Linked DNA regions of Mus musculus: region 1 is linked to region 2. The links are chromatin contacts, called in public promoter capture Hi-C maps. All regions are on one chromosome and are shown on one strand. The core of a region is the stretch at or near the end of the contact, and the rest is flanking DNA. Distances in the headings are between cores, read along the strand shown.

Region 1 (4,740 bases), core at 1,969-4,468, 800 kb before region 2:
GCATTGGATAGTGGAGCTTTGGGGCATAACTGTGCCATGGGGAAGCAACAGCTCTTGAAAATTCAGGACTCCAAACAGAGCCATAGTGAGCTCACACACTTTAGAAATGGCTGTTTCACAATTCAGAAAGCCATAGCATTTTCTGAACAGGATCCCGTGGGGCTCACTCTTGGACTGCAGCCAGCTGTAGGACAGAGGGCGCAAGCACACGGTGTTTTAGTATGCCTTGTACAACTCTGGTTTACTTAGCACCTTGCATGGAACCTTTAAAGGTTCTCTTTAATGAGGAAAAGGAAGTCTTTAATGAGGAAAAGGACAGGGTGGTTTAAAAGGTTTATGAGAGCATTAATATATGGGAGGGATTTTCTTCTCAGTCATTTGAAAGTACCACCTCCTCCAGTCACTCCTGAGAATGAGAACTAGGTCTTGAGGCAGAATAGGGGAGGGGGAGGAATGCTGGTAGAGCCTCTCATCCAGGACCCCTCGTGCACATTAGGGACTAAGTCCACCCAGTCTTATAGCAGCTAGCTCTGCATCACTTCAGCAAAAAGGGGAGAACTCAAGGAAGAATGTGGGCATCTATTCCAGGTTGTAAAACAATGTCTTCCATCTGCCTACAACTTACTTCTTTAGTTTGAGTATTCTCCTCCCACCCCTCCCCCTCTCTCTCATTGATATTCTTGGGATAGACAGTGACACGTAGCTTCCTGGGTCATGGTTCATGAGGAGATGAGCTCACCTGTCCATCCAAAATCATGTCTCCCCTGCTGGCCTAGCGTGGCTCAGCTCTCAGTGTCCGTTAGTTAAATGAGTGGATCTCTCAGTAAAGTCTCGGAACCCAATCCATAGTTTACTGAAGCCGTGGCCCCACCTACTTTCAACTCTTTTAAAGAAAAGGGTATGTTGTTTTTTGTTTCATGTGTGTGTACCACCTGTACACAGGTGTCCACAGAAGCCAGAAGAGGGCTTTAGAGTCCCAAGAGCTGCAGTTATAAGCAGTTGTAAGCCACCAGACACGTTACAAAAAAAATAAAAGAAAGAAAGAAAAAGAAAAAGATGGGCCTGGAAGGATAGCTCACCAGTTAGGAGGTTCAGTTCCCACCACTCGTGTGGCTCACAACCCCTGTAATTCCAGTTTCAGGAATTCAATGCCTGCTTCTGCATTATGCCTGTGTACCACTTGTGTGCTTTGCCCAAAGAGGCCAGAAGAGGGCATCAGAAGCCCTGGGACTGGAGTTACAGTTAAAAGCCACCTTAAACGATTCTGGGAATTGGACTCAAATTCTCTTGAAGAGCAGCCTGCGCTATCTCTCCGCCCCACAATTTTTATTTAAAGGTTGTTTTTAACTTATGAATCGATGAGAGCCACAAAGTGGATGCTGGTAACAGAACTTGGGTTCCCAGGGAAGAGCAACGAGTTGTTGAGCATCTCTCCAGCCCCAAATTGTCCCAAATCTTGCTGATTAGTGTGTTCATTCCCCGTTTGTTTCAAATTTTCTTCTGTTACAAATGAAATGTTTAGACAGCTAAGAGTTCTACATCTTGATTCAAAGGAAGTCAGGAGAAGACTGGCAAAGTCCACCCCCACAGTGACACACTTCCTCCAACAAGGCCATACGTTTCCAACAAGGACTCATCTCCTAATAGTGTCGCTCCTTGTGGGTCAAGCATTCAAACACATGAGTTTGTGGGAGCCACACCTGTTCAAACCAGTGCGCACAGCAATAGAAACCTAAACTAAGATAGTGTTCCAGTGTACTCCAGCTTAGTTTTTGAGATGGGGCTCCTCACGAACCTGGTGGAGCTTAAACCATTTTGGCCAGAATAACTGGAAGACTGTGGGGCTGTGGGTGTGGGGGGAAGAGGGGAGTGGGAGAGAGCCCGTGTCCCATCAGAGTTCCGGTGCTCTGGGTGGGCAGATGAGGGAGGACTGCCGCACGCTTTCCACGCAGCCCTGGGTGAGTGTCTAGCTGTGTGAAGCCATGGACCCCAGCTCTGTGGGTGGTGGACAAGGGGCAGTCCTAGGCACCAGGTTCCCAGCTTCGGGTATCCCATACACCAATGGAAACCTCAGAAGAGCTGAGAACAGAATAAGGACCCCGGGACAGCCCTGAGCCCCAGGGCCGAAGTGAGCAGAGGGCAAGGGGAGAAGGCGCTTGATGGTTCCCACATGGGCTGGAGTGCAGGAAGACTGTCCAGCGGGAGTTTAGACATGGCTCATTAGGAGAAAGCCTATCCGATCGTTCAAGCACGGCAGGCCTTGATGAGCAGAGACAAGTCTATGGTTTTAGAGCTTTATTGTAGAAGGCAGGGGGAAGGAGAAAAGGTAGAAAGAGAGAGGCTGGCCATGGACACATGCGGGGGGGGGGGGTGGCGGGGGGGGGAGAGAAAGAGGGCTAGAGAAGAGAGTAAGAAAGGTGAAAGCTTAAAGAGAGCAAGGAGGGACCAAGCAGCCCCTCTTATAGTGGGCTGGGCTATCACTGTGTAACTGTGGGGAGGAGCATACCTGGCTATAGTCAGGTAACTGTTGGGGTGGAGTCTAGCCAGAATGCCAGAAGCTTGGGGCATTGTCTGTGTGATTGGTAGTCACAGAATTTTATGGAGTTGGAGGCTCTGTGGTTTCAGGCACCAAATTCTGGGAACATGGCTTGCTTTTCCATCCCTTGTAGAGTTTCCTACTGGGTTGCTGAAGCAAGCCCCATTCAACCAAAATAGACTGCCTATCACAGTCCCACAGCAGACAAGTCCACAGAATCCACCTGTCTCTGCCTCTGTCAATGCCAGGGGCTGCAGTTACAGACCCACATAGCTACACCCAGCTTTTACATGAGTAGTGGGCATTAGAACTCCTGTCCTTGTGCTTGAAGATCAAGTACCTTACCACCCCCTGCCCCAGCCCTTGAGCCCTACCCTTTTAATTATTGTTTTTATCAGCCATTTAAAAAATACATTACCAACTTAAAATTTTCCTATTGGGTCTGTGCTGCTGGCTGGTAAAACAGAACTGCATAAGAGCAGGGTGCATACGCATATACTGTAACTTTTATTTTAACAAAAAGTGTCCCAAACAGTTGTAAAATGATCCACACTATCACCTTTTTTCTTTACAGAAATACAAAATGTGGGAGACCTCGTTTTTTCTAGCCACTTTATTAACTCTGAAAGAATGTGCTGGTCGCCTGCTCACGTGTGCCTTCAGTCCTCTCTGCAAGGGCAACTGTGTGTCAGCAGCACTTCCTGTGTTCATAGCAACCTTCTGCACAAAGCTGCCCCAGGGCAATACCATGTCCGATGTCCCGCTTTTCTTCTGCAGCCTGGAAGCCCCCACCGGAAGTGGGTTCTGAACTCATAGAAACCACACCCACATACAGAAGGTACTCAGAAAATGTTGCTGAGGGGGCAGGGTCCTTGTCCCTCAACATTCCTCGATTTTCCCTGCCACTCAGGACAAGGCAGTCCTGTGTCCTGCGACTGCACTGCAGATAGACTTCTGTAGCCTTCAGAAGAATCTAGAACTCAGCTGTCCTGGGAAGAAGATGGTAGCAATATTTGTACTCGCTGTACTAGCAGTGTTGTGGACTACCTTCCCCGGCATCACTTTCTAAAGAGTAACTGGAAAGTCTACCTGAAATTACCTGAAGTTGTAACATTCAGACTGAAGTGTGCAGCCAAACCTTACATTTTTTTTAGAGAGACCAGAACTCCCTGGGAAGACCATGGCACACTTACAGAGAGGCGCTGTTACCCACAAAGAATGATGGCTCACCTCTCACCTAGTCTAAACAGGATCTTCCTCTGACCTCTCAGAGTGTGGTGTGTGTCCCAGGAAATTGCCAGTCCTGGGGACAAGTGACTCAGGACTGAGGAAGCTAAAGGTGGGAAGTCACTGATGGCTTTCAGCTAGGGACCACAGGGCAAAAGAAAGCTGTGATAGATCTGCACCAAGAGTAGTCCGGAACTTTTGGGGGCCGGATTGGAGTGACTGGACAGGACTACATAGAGATTCACTGTTTCAAAAGAGAAGGAGGAAGAGGAGGAGGAAGAGAGAATCTTGCCTCCCATCCTCACATTGTCTGTAAAGATTAACTAGAAAGCAGCCAGTGACTTAAACACAAGAGTCAGATTTTATAAGTCTGTAACTTTTAAAAATGTATAATTATTGGTGTGTGTGACGGGAGGGTGTGTCAAAGGACAATTGGGCAGAATCCGTTCTCTCCTTGGGTCCTGGGGATGGAACTCAGGTCACCAGGGAAATCGCCTCTACTGAGCCATCTCAGCAGTCCCAAATCTAAAAAATTTAAAGATAACTGCTCTGCCTGTTAATTTCTGAGCGATAATGTTATAATCAGTGCCTTGTGCCTTGACACAGCCCACATTTATTATCTCCCGATTCCCATGGGCCAGGCTCCTCTGCTTGGAGTCTCAATGGCTGCCATCAAGCTCCTAGACATGTGATCTCTTGATGCCACAAAGCCAGATTCTCCAGCTAGATGGGCACAGTTTCTTATGTAACAGTCATGTAATCACCGGTGCAGCCATCCGCTGTACAGCATTCTGCCTAGCAGCAAGCCACAGATCTTGCCCACAGTCGAAGCCAAAAAGCAGTAATGTAACGATGAAGAGAAGCACAGTTACCCTGCCCTGTCTGTACATGGACCCCACGGTAGAATGAAAACCTACGGAGGAGGAAACCCTGCCTCTGACTGTATTTGGCTTCTTGTCACTTTTCCTGGAGTGGTG
Region 2 (4,417 bases), core at 531-3,030:
CTTCCACGTCTCAAATGCTATACTTTCTACCAACTGTTACCAGCATTCCGGTTCTCGATCTTCCAAGGTTCACAGCATCAAACTCTACTTGAAAAAGGAGTCTTTTACCCAGCCTTATTTATGTCATTGGCATTGTTAACAAAGAGAATTCACATTAAAAGGTAGTAGCTTAGAACGAGTGTCTGTATTTTGGGAAATGGTATTGTCTTGGTAGTCCACAGAAGCTGACTGTAGTAATAAAGATGAATGGCGACGAAGGCAAAGAGCATCAAGTGGGAAATGCCGTCTGAAACCCCATAGGGCTATACCTTGGTAAGAATCGTCTTCCAGAATACGGCTTTACCATTTCATCTTAACAGTTTAAAGCATGTAAAAAGACGCAAAACTGAAAGATAAAAACGCAAAACCTTGTATATCTGGCCCCTAACCTATTTATATTATAAACCCAAAGAGTGTTCCAGAACATAGCTTGTCATTTCCCCCCCCCACCATTTCTTCAAAATGGCTTTTTTTTTTTTAATCTATTTTTAAAATGCAACCCTGCAACCCAGCCTAGAGGAATTTTAAAATGCCTATGCTGCTGAGCTTGGCTGTGTTTCCTAACGAATCCACCCCCATTAGGTGTAGTATTTTATGTTGGGCGACACAAACACGTAGTTCCTATTTCCATGGATGCACATTTCCTGAAAGCATTGCACCTGAGGATGCCGCTCTGTCCCTGTCGAGGCATTAAACTCTAAGCAGTCACGACCTGCACTCACAGAAGAGCCACATGGTCACTTCAATGAGAAAAATTATCTGGCCCCGGGCGCCACTTTCTACAGCCACAGCATCTCCGGCAGGGGCAGAGGAGAGCGAGGGTGAACAGAGGCAACCGGGAGCGACGGACAACACGCCTGACACTTCGCCTCTGCCCTCAAAGCCTTTTCTCGAACGGGGCACTAGGGACACGTAGCGAGTGGCCGGGGTCTCCGCCGGGGACCGACCTCTAAGGACCCGCGAACTCGTCCTTGGGGACGAGGCGCAGCCACCCGACCCACCGAGGCAGGGGCTCCAGCCTGCTCGCCGCTCGCAAAGGAGAGACCGGGCGCCCGCCGCCTCTCTGCCGCGGAGGGGGGCGCAGCGCTCACGCGAGCCCACATTTTTTTTTCTTTTGCGCCTCCTGTCACGCGCGCGAGAGAGAAGGCGAGCAAAGCCGAGAACAGGGCAGACTCCGCAGCGACCCTGTAGAGGGCCGCCGGCGGCGGCGTGCGCGCGAGTGCGCGGAGGGAGGGCAGCCCCGACGACCCGGCGCCCGCGCTCCCGCTCCCGCCCGCTCCCGCTTACCTGCCGGGGTCGCCCCGAAGACTCGTACCACCGGCACCTTCTTGACAGGGAGCTGGGTGAGCGGGGATTGGCAGGTATCCAGCCCCGGCAGCGGGCTGGCCATGTAGTAGTCGGCAGTCACTATCCGCACAGAAAACATGTTCGCCGCCGCCGCCACCGCCACCGCCTCCCCTCCACTCAGCGACCTGGCAGCAGCGGCGGCGGCGGGCTCCGCAGAGGCGCCTCCTCCCCTTCCTCCTCGGTTCGGCTTTTCCCCCCCGCCCCTCGCACGGACGCCGGGACGAGCGGCAGCGGCGGCGGCGCGCGGAGGCTGCGGAGGCTGTGTGCTGCCGCCGCCTCCTCAGACGCTCCGGGCGAGAGGCAGCGGGAGAGAAGCCCTCGCGCGTTCGTCGGGTCGGGTGGTACCGCTGCTGCTGCCGCCACGGCCGCCGCCGCCGGGAATCACACGGGCTCCTCGGTCCCAGGCTGCAGCTCTTGTTGCCATGATGATGATGTCACGGACGCAACCACTGGGGGAGGGGAGGAGGGGTGTGTGTGTGCGCGCGCGCGAGCGGCGACGGGGGGGGGGGAGGAGGCGGGCGGGCGCGCGCCCGGGGTGGGAGGGGACGAGGAGGGGGTTCTCCCCCGCTCGGAGCGCGCGGCTGGGGAAGAAGCTGGCGGGAAGCCGGGCCGCGCGCCGAGGAATCGATGATTCGGCCTGTGGGCCGGGTCACTGCGGCGGGGCCCGGGGAGCGCCGATAGCATGGATAGGCTCAGAGGGGCGCAGGGTTTTGGCGGCTTCCCGAGTTCCCCTCGCCGACCGCCATGTCACATCTTACGGAAGAGGCGGGGGCTGCCGCGGAGAGGATATTTTTTGTTTTGTTTTGTTTTCACAAGGTAAGGGAAGCCGCCAGCGGGAGAAGGGAGGCGCGGCACAGACCTCGGGCGGCCCTGGCCGAGCGGGAGGGTGGGAAGGAGGGAGGGCGGGCCGGGCGGGCGAGCGAGCGGGCGGGCGGAGCGTTGGACGTGCCGGCCCTTCTCAGGTAACGCGGCGGCGGAGCTGGAGCCCGGGCCAGCTCGAGGGGCGGGGGCGCGCGGGCCTCGGCCTATAAAAGGGCCGCCCTGGCGCTCGCTCCCTCCTCCGCCCTCCCCTCCCCCCAGCTCCGGGCGAGCCTCGCGCCCCGCCTCGCCCGCCTCCTCTTCTGCGGTGCTGCAGTGACTGCGCCCGGCCACTTAAGGAGATTTATTCACGCGCGGCCCTGCCCAGCTTTGCCCAAGCTGGGCAGATACACCGACAGCACAGGGATTTCCCACCGTCGTGGTTTTCTCCACCCCCCCACTCCCCCACCGCCTGCCCCTCTCGCACTAGGACAACCACTGTGGGTTCCCCCGCGCAGGCTACACACACACACCCCACACACACACGCGGCACGAGCGAGAACACGGAAAGACTTGTTTGCTCCACTCACCTCCCTCCCTCCACTCCTCTCGCGGCTGCTCGGAGAGCCCCGAGAGCCTTTCAGAGAAAATGTTGGCAAAAGGGAAAGGCTCCTAAAAGTCGGCGTGTTTTCATTCACTCTTAGTGCAAGATTTTACTACGGGTTGACACAGAAGAAAAAGGGGGTGGGGTAAGACATAAAATAAAAACCAACTTTATTTGGAGCTAGAAAGGAGATGAAGTGGCACAGTTAGGGATTGGGGGGTGCGGGGGCAACAGATGCTGCTGGTGAGGATGTTAAATTAGAACCTATGGATTTTGTCTGGCTTGGTCACTAATACTGGGCGTGACCTCGGACAAATAATTTGATTTTTTTAGGCCTCGTTTTTCACAGGTGAGTCGTCGCCGCCGCCCCCCCCCCCAATTCCGCCCCAACAAAAAGATTAAAGTAATAGGAAGCAGAAACTACAGTTTTCAGCTTTGAAATTTGCCACTGAAATTAGGACACTTGACAGTCATTATCCATCCAAAGTAGAGTTCATTCTGTCCCACTTAAAAAATTATACAGGTGCATTTTACTGCTTGTTATATTGCCTTGTATCTGGAGTGGGGTGAGAGCTCCTTGTTCACAGTCAATTGTGGATTTTCACATAAAATCAAAAGGCTTAAAGGGACACATTGCAGAACGCAGCGTTCCATACTAACAAATGTTAATATGAATTTATGCTTAGGGTGATTTGAGACTAATCAATACAGTAAATTTGCCTCAAGAGCATCATAAGAAGTGGCAAGACTAGGATGTAACCTACTAACAGCTATAGTACAGAGAATTTTTTACAAATTGACTTAAGTATTAGAAGACTATAGAAGAGACTTTAAAATATGACTTCCACACACAAGCCTTTTGTTCATCAGCAGTGTATGTATGCACTTACCGTGTGTTCTTTGGTACAAATAAACATTTTATACAGTCAGAATGTCAGATGGACAACACCAGTGATTTCCATGATGTCCATCAGTTAGAAACAATATAATTTAAAAATTACGCATAGACTTCATCAAAATATAATATAATAGTCTCAATTTTATACTGCTTGAGATATACAGGGCTGGCTGGTGGGGTTGCTAAGAATATGTTTCCATTTTCCATCCCCCCAACATGTGATTTAGTAAGTGACAAAATATTAAAATTAACAAAAAATATCCTAAATTTGTAGATTGGTGGTCTTGCTGCATGTCCTGTAGCACTTAGGATATTTTTTTGTTAATTTTAATATTTTGTCACTTACTAAATCACATGTTGGGGGGATGGAGAATGGAAACCTGTATGCTTAGCAACCCTACCAGCCAGCCCTGTATATCACAAGCAGTTAACATTTGTCAGTTATTGGAGCTCATTGACTGACATTTATCATCTCACCTATTTACCCAGAGCCTTTCAACCCTTCCATGACAATACTTTTAAACATCAGGTGAAAACATTTGCTTTTAACAATTATCTGTAATTGTAGGCAGAGACCATCTATATGAGGGGGAAGGAGTAGGTATATGGTGACTTAGTCAACAACAGGCAGCCCATTCTATATCACTGGCTTTCCTCACTATGTCCAGAACACTTGACAAGAAGAAACATAAGGAGGAAAAGAATTTATTTTGGTTTAAAGTTCTAAGGAA

The links. Promoter capture Hi-C pulls out the DNA fragments that hold promoters and counts their contacts.
Region 1: a promoter capture Hi-C map of pre-B cells shows a contact between it and region 2, with 3 times the contacts expected there. The contact joins the enhancer-like site here to the promoter of Rev3l in region 2. A contact is called at or near these places in 1 of 39 promoter capture datasets (pre-B cells), 1 of 115 datasets of contacts at active chromatin or transcription factors (memory CD8 T cells) and 1 of 9 other capture datasets (macrophages).

What each region holds. Positions count from the first base shown.
Region 1 is chr10:40,526,304-40,531,043 of GRCm38.p6, reverse strand. No RefSeq gene overlaps it. Among named protein-coding and RNA genes, the nearest start is that of Slc22a16, 42 kb to the left of the region's middle. Within about 2 kb of position 3,218, at least 118 of the 459 cell types and tissues checked have an H3K27ac peak or open chromatin away from gene starts, as enhancers often do. A contact at or near this core is called in memory CD8 T cells and pre-B cells, where this site is marked.
Region 2 is chr10:39,729,523-39,733,939 of GRCm38.p6, reverse strand. It overlaps Rev3l (REV3 like, DNA directed polymerase zeta catalytic subunit), which reads right to left and starts at 1,780. Exons shown (of 32, transcript NM_011264.3): 1 at 1,327-1,780. The coding sequence starts at 1,465. E130307A14Rik (RIKEN cDNA E130307A14 gene) reads left to right here and starts at 1,933. Exons shown (of 3, transcript NR_038037.1): 1 at 1,933-2,202.